Linked DNA regions of Sus scrofa: region 2 is linked to region 1. Evidence: chromatin contacts called from public HiChIP or PLAC-seq data. All regions are on one chromosome and are shown on one strand. The core of a region is the stretch at or near the end of the contact, and the rest is flanking DNA. Distances in the headings are between cores, read along the strand shown. Region 1 holds the start of SEC14L1 (SEC14-like protein 1). Region 2 has its middle 33 kb from the start of SEC14L1.

Region 1 (3,672 bases), core at 491-2,990:
TGGCCTTGGGAACTTCCATACACCACAGGCGCAGTCCTAAAAAAAAAAAAAAAATCTTGTCTAGATCAGCGTCTTAAAAATATGTGTGGATGTTTATGTATTTCTAAATCATGCCCTCTTTTTCATTTTCAGTGCTGAATGTCAAATTTTTGTTTTGGTTTTTTTTATGCTGATGTAGTGACGGTGGGTATGAATTTTACAATTAGGATTTCTCAACAGTGCACTTTTAAGTGTGAAACAAATTTTAAATTGAAATAAACATACAGAAAAAAGCAAACACATCATAAGTGTATGGATTTGAGTTTCCCAGTATCTTTGTACTTTGATAAAGAATGTGTTTGTGGAGTTCCCGTCGTGGCGCAGTGGTTAACGAATCTGACTAGGAACCATGAGGTTGCAGGTTCGGTCCCTGCCCTTGCTCAGTGGGTTAACGATCCGGCGTTGCCGTGAGCTGTGGTGTAGGTTGCAGAGGCGGCTCGGATCCTGCGTTGCTGTGGCTCTGGCGTAGGCCGGTGGCTACAGCTCCGATTAGACCCCTAGCCTGGGAACCTCCATATGCCACGGGAGCGGCCCAAGAAATAGCAAAAAAGACAAAAAAAAAAAAAAAAAAGAATGTGTTTGTCAGGCGGTTTTTCCCATGGTCTATAGCTGGCTGATTATTTTCTCCTGGAATCATTTAACATGTTCCTCTGTTTTCCGTTTCGTATAAATTGGTGGATGCTTATCAGATTAGGTCAATTATTGGCAAGGCCATTTCATAGGTGCTGTTGTTCCCTGGGTTGTCACTTTCCGGAAGCATTTTCGAAGGTGGATGTGATTTTTACAAACAGGCAAAAGCCAGCGCTAGCTGAGTCTATAAGCAGAGTGAGTAATCAAGCTGGAAAATGATGGTGTGAGTTGAAAAACAAGGTGTGACCAAGTAAAGAACGATCTTCTTGTGTGACTGGTGAACTGGCCCTGAAGGAAATTCCAAAACAGTTCCACAACTGTGCTGTGCGGCGGCAGCGTCAAACGCACAGCCACCCAGGGTGACGAATTCGAACGGAACAACAGTGACATTGATGGAGAAACTGTCTGTTGGCTATAAAACCAGCCTCGCTGTGTGGGTGGACGTGCTGCTGGCCCTCTCCAGCGATTGGCTCCTCTTGAGAACCCCTGAACGTCTCAGTGTGTATCACACTTGTGCTTCAAAGTTGGGAGTTTTGCTGAAACGCCAGACCCACTTGGCTTCGCGCCCCCGCACAGCCTGGACGCGTAGACACGATGCCGATGGGTTCCACCCAGCCCCTCCCTAGTCCTGGCATTTGCCTCCTCTGCGTTACTCTGTGAGAATGTGGTCAGGGTACTGCCGAAGTCGGCGAAAATTGAGGAAGCGCGGGAGCCTGAGCCCTGGGCCTCAGCAAAGCCGGAAGCCCCTGCTATTTTGATTCTTCGCCAACTTCCCTGTTCCAGGTCTGCGCAGCTCTCGCGGGTCCCACTCGCAGCTCCTCTGGCGCCTCCGCCGCCTCCGCCGCTTTTCCCGCGAGCCCCGCCCCCGCCCCGCCCCATGATGCAAAACTGGGCGGGGCCAGGCGCCTTTGCCGGCTCCGAGCTCCCCCCACGCCCGCCCGCCTGGAGTTGGCGCCTGCGCAGCTCGGCTCGGCCCCGGTTGCCGCCCCTCCCCCTCCCTAGCAACCGGCTTCGCGCCCGCCTCCGTCTCTCGGCCGCTTCCGCGCACGCGCACCCCTTCCGGCCTCCGGGCCCCGCCCTCCCCGTCACCCGTAACAACCACTCGAGCCTCCCTGGGCCCCTCCCGCTCCCGCCCCCCCCCGGCCCACTCCCCGGAACCGGCGGCAGAGCTGCGGCCGCCGGCAGTGGAGCGGCGACGGAACCGCGGAGCCGCCGGCATGAGCGCCATCCGCCGCCCCGCGTCCCCGGCTCGGTCTTTCTGACAAGAGGTAGGCGCGCGTCTCCGCGGCGGGCTTCGAGCGCGCCCCCGGCCCGGCCCTCCCCCCCCGCCCCCGGCGGCGCGGGGCTCTCGCGGCCGTCTCCCCGCCGGGCCCGCCCTTCCCCAGCCCCCCGGATCTCCCCGGCTCACCCCGGATCCCCGGGCCCGGAGCCGACCCTTCTCCCCCCCACCCCTTCCGGCCCGCCGCCCCCGGCGCCACTCCTACCGTACGGGTCGACCCCTCCCCGCCCCCACCCGCCGATCTTCCCACCCGGGACCCTTCCCGCGGGAAGCGGAGTTTGGGGTCCCAGCCGGTGCCTGGCGCACCTCCCCGGATCGGCCGGGGCTGGGGGCCCGCGGAGCCGCCGCGCGGGACTCCCTGATCGAGCGGAGGGCCCGGCCGTCCCTCGAGCCTGCTCGGGGTGGACTCTCTGGGTCTGGCCATTGGCTCATTTTTAAGCACGATTGTCATGCAATAGAGGCTGCCCTGGTCCACGATGCCACTTTGCCGTTGTAACTCCAGAGTCCCACGTAGGACGTTTGGACCAGAGCATCCGAAGCTGGCAACTGGCAGGAGTTCAGAAGCTCGTGAATTAGCAGGTTCTTCGGCGTAGTGTCTCTTGGGTTCTGGCCGGCGGTGGAATCCGAATGGGAGTTACCGAGTCTTACGCGAGCATTCCTCTCTTTTTCCATTCTCCTCCGGTAGTTCCCCTCTCCTTCTGTGGAAGATACCCTAAAATTAATTTTCCTAATTAAAATTTTAAAAGGTTATTGAATCCCTGCTGCGCCCCAGCATTATCAGGTTGGCAAAACTAAATAGAACGAGGTCCCGGCGCACCGGGACCTGGCAGTCGCCGAATCAAGATTAATGACGGCATTCCAGTTGATTGTGGTGGATTCAGAATTTGGCTCTGAGTCTCACAATTTTAGAGCTGGAAGTCTTTCAACACTATCTCACCCCAAACCTCACTTTACAGAGGTGGCTCTGGGTCCAGGGGAAGTCAAGTGGCTGGCTTGAGGTCACGCAGAGTTAGGCGGCCGTTTTCAGGCTGCCAGAAAATAGCGCTTTTCCTCCAGAACCTGTCCGGTTCTGAGCCGTATGGCAGACATACCGGAGAACGTTCCAAACCTGTTTAGAAGTAGTGATACAGGTAGGAATCTTGTGAAATCAAATACATCTTCGTAATTTTTTCTTTTTTTTACAGCTAGACTTTGGGCTCCTCGAGGATATTCCATATTGTACTTTTGAATATCCTCTCACCATATTCAGCATAAAATAACATTCGTAATGATTATTCTCGGCAGGACAGGTGGGCCTTTTGGGTTTATTTTTATTCCTCCCTTTTAAATAGGGAAGTAAAGTCGGGTAGAGGACTCTGGATAAAAGTGTGTAGGCTGGGACCAGTGTGTGAGCGTGTAGCTGGCAGGAGGATTCCTGACGTGTGAAGTTAGCTGCTTGCTCACTAACATTACAAATACCTGAGGCTGGAGATTTCAGCCGAGCCCCTAAGCCAGAGGGCTCCAGGTCTCTGCCATTTGAAGATAGGGCCCTGACGTGGTAGTCTGCGCAGTTGGAATAATGGGCAGTGACAAGTCTCCTTTGAAAATAGCTTTTGAGGAAAACAGTCATTTGAGACCCAGTAGTGTATTTTTTTCCACTTTTATTTTTGTGCATCCTGGGTTTACCATCTTGAGGTGCCACCATTTTTATTTGGTTTCTGGAGGAAGCTGTTGAAGAGAAAATG
Region 2 (3,672 bases), core at 455-2,954, 33 kb before region 1:
AGGTCCTTGATCTCAGACTGAAATGGCCTGAAAGGGAGCCCTGGATAGTTGGACACACATGGCAGCCTTGGGGAAGCAGAGGCTTAGGGGGAAGATGGGCGTGACCTCCCCCCACCCCCTGCTAGAAACTACCAGGGACCACCGTTCTCCAGAGCTAGTGACATGTAACTGTCCAGATCATTCTAAGCTATTCCCAGTGTGAAATGACACGGGGTCTCCAGTGCAACATTCTCTAGGGCACTGAACATTAAAGGAACGTGTCTTTGCATCCTAACCTGTTTTTTTCTGCTGAAATGCTGCCCCGGGGTGGGCTCTTAGCATTGAACCCCAGCCTTGTCTGTGACTGCAGCTCAGGACAATAGCCTTCATTACACAATGAGCATACCGAGTGCCTGAGCAGGTGATGGGGAACCCTTGAACCCACGGGAGGAGACTCGTGAAAACATCTCATGTGGCCAATGCCATACCCAAGCTTGGCTCCTGGAATGGTCCCCAGCTGTCTCCTGCTCAGCTCCAGCCCGTCAATGGAATAGGCCCCAGCTGGTCGAGGTGTAGTGATGGCGTGCTTGTTTTCCCCAAAGGATGCGTGTGTGTGTGTGTGTGTGTGTGTGTGTGTGTGTGGCTGGGCCTTAGCATTTATGACTTGTGTTCCTCTGGGTTATGTAAGAGACAGTGGAAGCAGGCAGAAGTCTAGTCTTTCAAAAAGATGGCACTTTGGAGTTCCCTGGTGGCTCAGTGGGTTAAGGACCTGGTGTTGTCCTGCTGTGGCTCAGATGACTGCTGTGGCTCAGGTTTAATTCCTCGCCCTGGAACTTCTATATGCCTTGGGTGCAGCTGATAAAAATGGTTCTTTAATAGTAGCAATAGGTAAGTTAATGTGTGGTCTCTAAGTTTAATGTTGAAAATGACTGTGGGATACAAAAGGCCTGTAGCAGAAACGTTAATAAAATTGAATTAAAGAGGGAGTGCCCAGAGTTCCCACAGTGGCTCAGCAGTAACAAACCTGACTAGTATCTACGAGGATGTGGATTCAATCCCTGGCCTTGCCTAGTGGGTTCAGGATCCTGCGTTGCTGGGGCTGTGGTGTAGGCTGGCAGCTGTAGCTCTGATTAGCCCCCTAGCCTGGGACCCTCCATATGCTGCACTTGCAGCCCTCAAAAGCAAAAAAAAAGGGAGGTGAGTTCCTGCTGTGTTATGGGGGTTATGGACCTCTCTGGGAGGATGTAGGTTTGATCCCGGACCTCGCTCAGCGGGTTAAGGATTCAGGGTTGCTGTAAGCTGTGGCATAGGTCACAGAATAGCCTGGGTCCAGTGTTGCCATGGCTGTGGCATAGGCCTGCAGCTGCAGCTCCGATTCCACCCCTGACCAGGGAAAGGTCCCTCTGCTACAGGGGCAGCCAGAAAAAAGAAAAAAAAAAAAGAGCTGAAGAGTCTTTCTATGAAGTCAAAATTTTGAACTTCTTTCTTTGTCCACTAGAGGGCGGACTCCTACACCAGTTACCTTTTGTAACTTGGTACGAAGTTTTTTGGGTTGGTTTTTGTTTTTCTGTAATTTAGCCAAAACCTTATTTCACCAGAAAGTTATGCATAAGGTTTATCTGCAGGGTTGGGCTCTTTCTTTCTTGGAAGCTGCCAGGGTGTCCCAGCTGCACCTAGTTCCCGGGAAGTATTTACCATGTCATGGGTCAGCTGAGCCAAAGTCCATCCTAGGACATGGCTGGGAACTTGGCACTTGGCACCTGAGGATCAGAGAGAGTTCTAAAGCAGCCTTCTGTCCAGAGTCACCCTTGGTGACAACAGGTGGTTCTACTCTGCATGAAAGATGTCCTTCTTTTTGTTGTTGTTGCTTTTTTTTTTTTTTTTTTTTTTTACGGCCCACCCACGGCATATGGAGGTTCCCAAGCTAGGGGTCCAATTGGAGCTACAGCTGCCAGCCTACACCACAGCCACTGCAATACAGGATCTGAGCCACGTCTGCGACCTACACCACAGCTCACGGCAACGCCGGATCCTTAACCCACTGAGCGAGGCCAGGGGTCGAACCCACAACCTCGTGGTTCCTAGTCAGATTTGTTTCCGCTGAGCCACGAAGGGAACTCCATGAAAGACATTCTTTGGTGAGGAATCCAGTGCAACACATGACCAGTATCCGAAAGTCCTAGACAGCGTTTGAAGGGAATAGAAGCATCTCTGGCCAGAGTAACTCAAACTCGAAACTGAAAGGTAGAAATCAAGACTAAAAAAAGTTTGTACAAAGCCAGCGTGGCTCAGCTTACTGATTGCTGCCTGTTAGAAAAGTGCCGTAGACTTGGGGGGGAGGGGATCACAACTCTGGAAGTGTACATTTAATTAGAGGGCTGCGTGCTCTCTGGTTTATGTAACCTGGTGGGTGCACCTGGTTGACAGCTTCCTGATGGATTGAACAAATGCTGAACGCTCACTGCTGGCCAAGTTAGGCCAGGACAGAAAGCAAAACAAGGTAACTCCTTGCCCTCAGGGAACTAACGTTTCAGTGCAGGGGACACAGAAATCATTACAGCAGTAGGACAATGGGATTGCTCTGGGGGAGGGAGAAAGAAAGAAAGAAAGAAAGAAAGAAAGAAAGAAAGAAAGAAAGAAAGAAAGAAAGAAAGAAAGGAAGGAAGGAAAGAAAGAGACAGAAAGAAAGAAAGAAAAGAAAAGAAAGAGACAGAAAGAAAAATGAGCTGGGAAGGAGTGGAGTGTGAGGTTTGCAATTTTAATCTTTGACCTTTAGCAAAATCCCAAAGTACAGAAGTAAGTCATACAATACCCTGGAAGAGCATCCCAGGCAGAGGGAACAGCCAGTGCAAAGGCAGCCAGAGCAGCCAGTACAATGGACCACAAGCAAGGAGAGTTGAAGAGGAGGGCTGCAGGGGGTGGGGACGGGGTCTCGCAGGATCTCCTGAAAACTGTGACTGGCTTTTACTCTGAGGAGTGTCAGCAGTCTTTTCGGGGCCCTTTTAGGGACCATCCCCCCTCCCAATAAAAGTAGTTAACATTAGAGGTACTTCCTATTCTTGTGCTAACAAATCTGCCTTTGAGCTGATCCCAGATCTGGGCTGGGGAGTGTTTCCTTTGGCGGCTGGAGGAGCTCTTGCTCTTGGTCTCTGCTGGTGTCCCGAGATGAGTGACTTGGAAAAATGTTTAGATATGACATATAAAGTTCCCAGAACAAATGACCTTTTTCCCATGTGCAGGCCTGGGGCCCTCCTCCTTGCAGATGAATACAGAGGCTGCTCCAAAGTCTGCCTGGCTCAGCAAAGCAAGGATCCTGGCCCCTGGCCGCCTGTAGACGCCTCCACCCTAGGGCTCCCTGTGTTGTGTGGTTGTCTTTTCACCTTTTTCCACCTTGTGGGGACCACAGGCTTGTCTCTCTGACAAACAGCTGCTGCATGTCATGTGCGTCATTCAATCACCACCAAGAAGATGACAAAAAACACATCCGCCTATCACAGACTGAAAGAATTCGTGTCACCAAGGGGGACAGGTGGGGGGCGGGGGGGGGATGGACCTGGGCTTTGGGACCGTCATATGCACACGGAGGGGAACTTGACCATGTTCCGTGGTGATCTCCGTGGGAAGGGACTCTGAAAGAGACTGGGGGTGTGCGTGTGTGCGGCTGGGGCCCCTGGCTGTACAGCAGAGGTTGTC

The links. HiChIP or PLAC-seq counts read pairs in DNA pulled down with a chosen protein or histone mark.
Region 2: an H3K27ac HiChIP or PLAC-seq map of skeletal muscle shows a contact between it and region 1. The contact joins the enhancer-like site here to the promoter of SEC14L1 in region 1. A contact is called at or near these places in 1 of 5 promoter capture datasets (liver), 13 of 47 Hi-C or Micro-C datasets (embryonic fibroblasts, fetal heart ventricle, heart right ventricle and 6 more) and 2 of 2 datasets of contacts at active chromatin or transcription factors (alveolar macrophages and skeletal muscle).

Annotation. Positions count from the first base shown.
Region 1 is chr12:4,487,146-4,490,817 of Sscrofa11.1, reverse strand. SEC14L1 (SEC14-like protein 1) reads left to right here and starts at 1,740. Exons shown (of 20, transcript XM_005653864.3): 1 at 1,740-1,937.
Region 2 is chr12:4,520,088-4,523,759 of Sscrofa11.1, reverse strand. No RefSeq gene overlaps it. Among named protein-coding and RNA genes, the nearest start is that of SEC14L1, 33 kb to the right of the region's middle. Within about 2 kb of position 1,704, at least 16 of the 83 cell types and tissues checked have an H3K27ac peak or open chromatin away from gene starts, as enhancers often do. A contact at or near this core is called in liver, omental adipose tissue, retroperitoneal adipose tissue and 1 more, where this site is marked.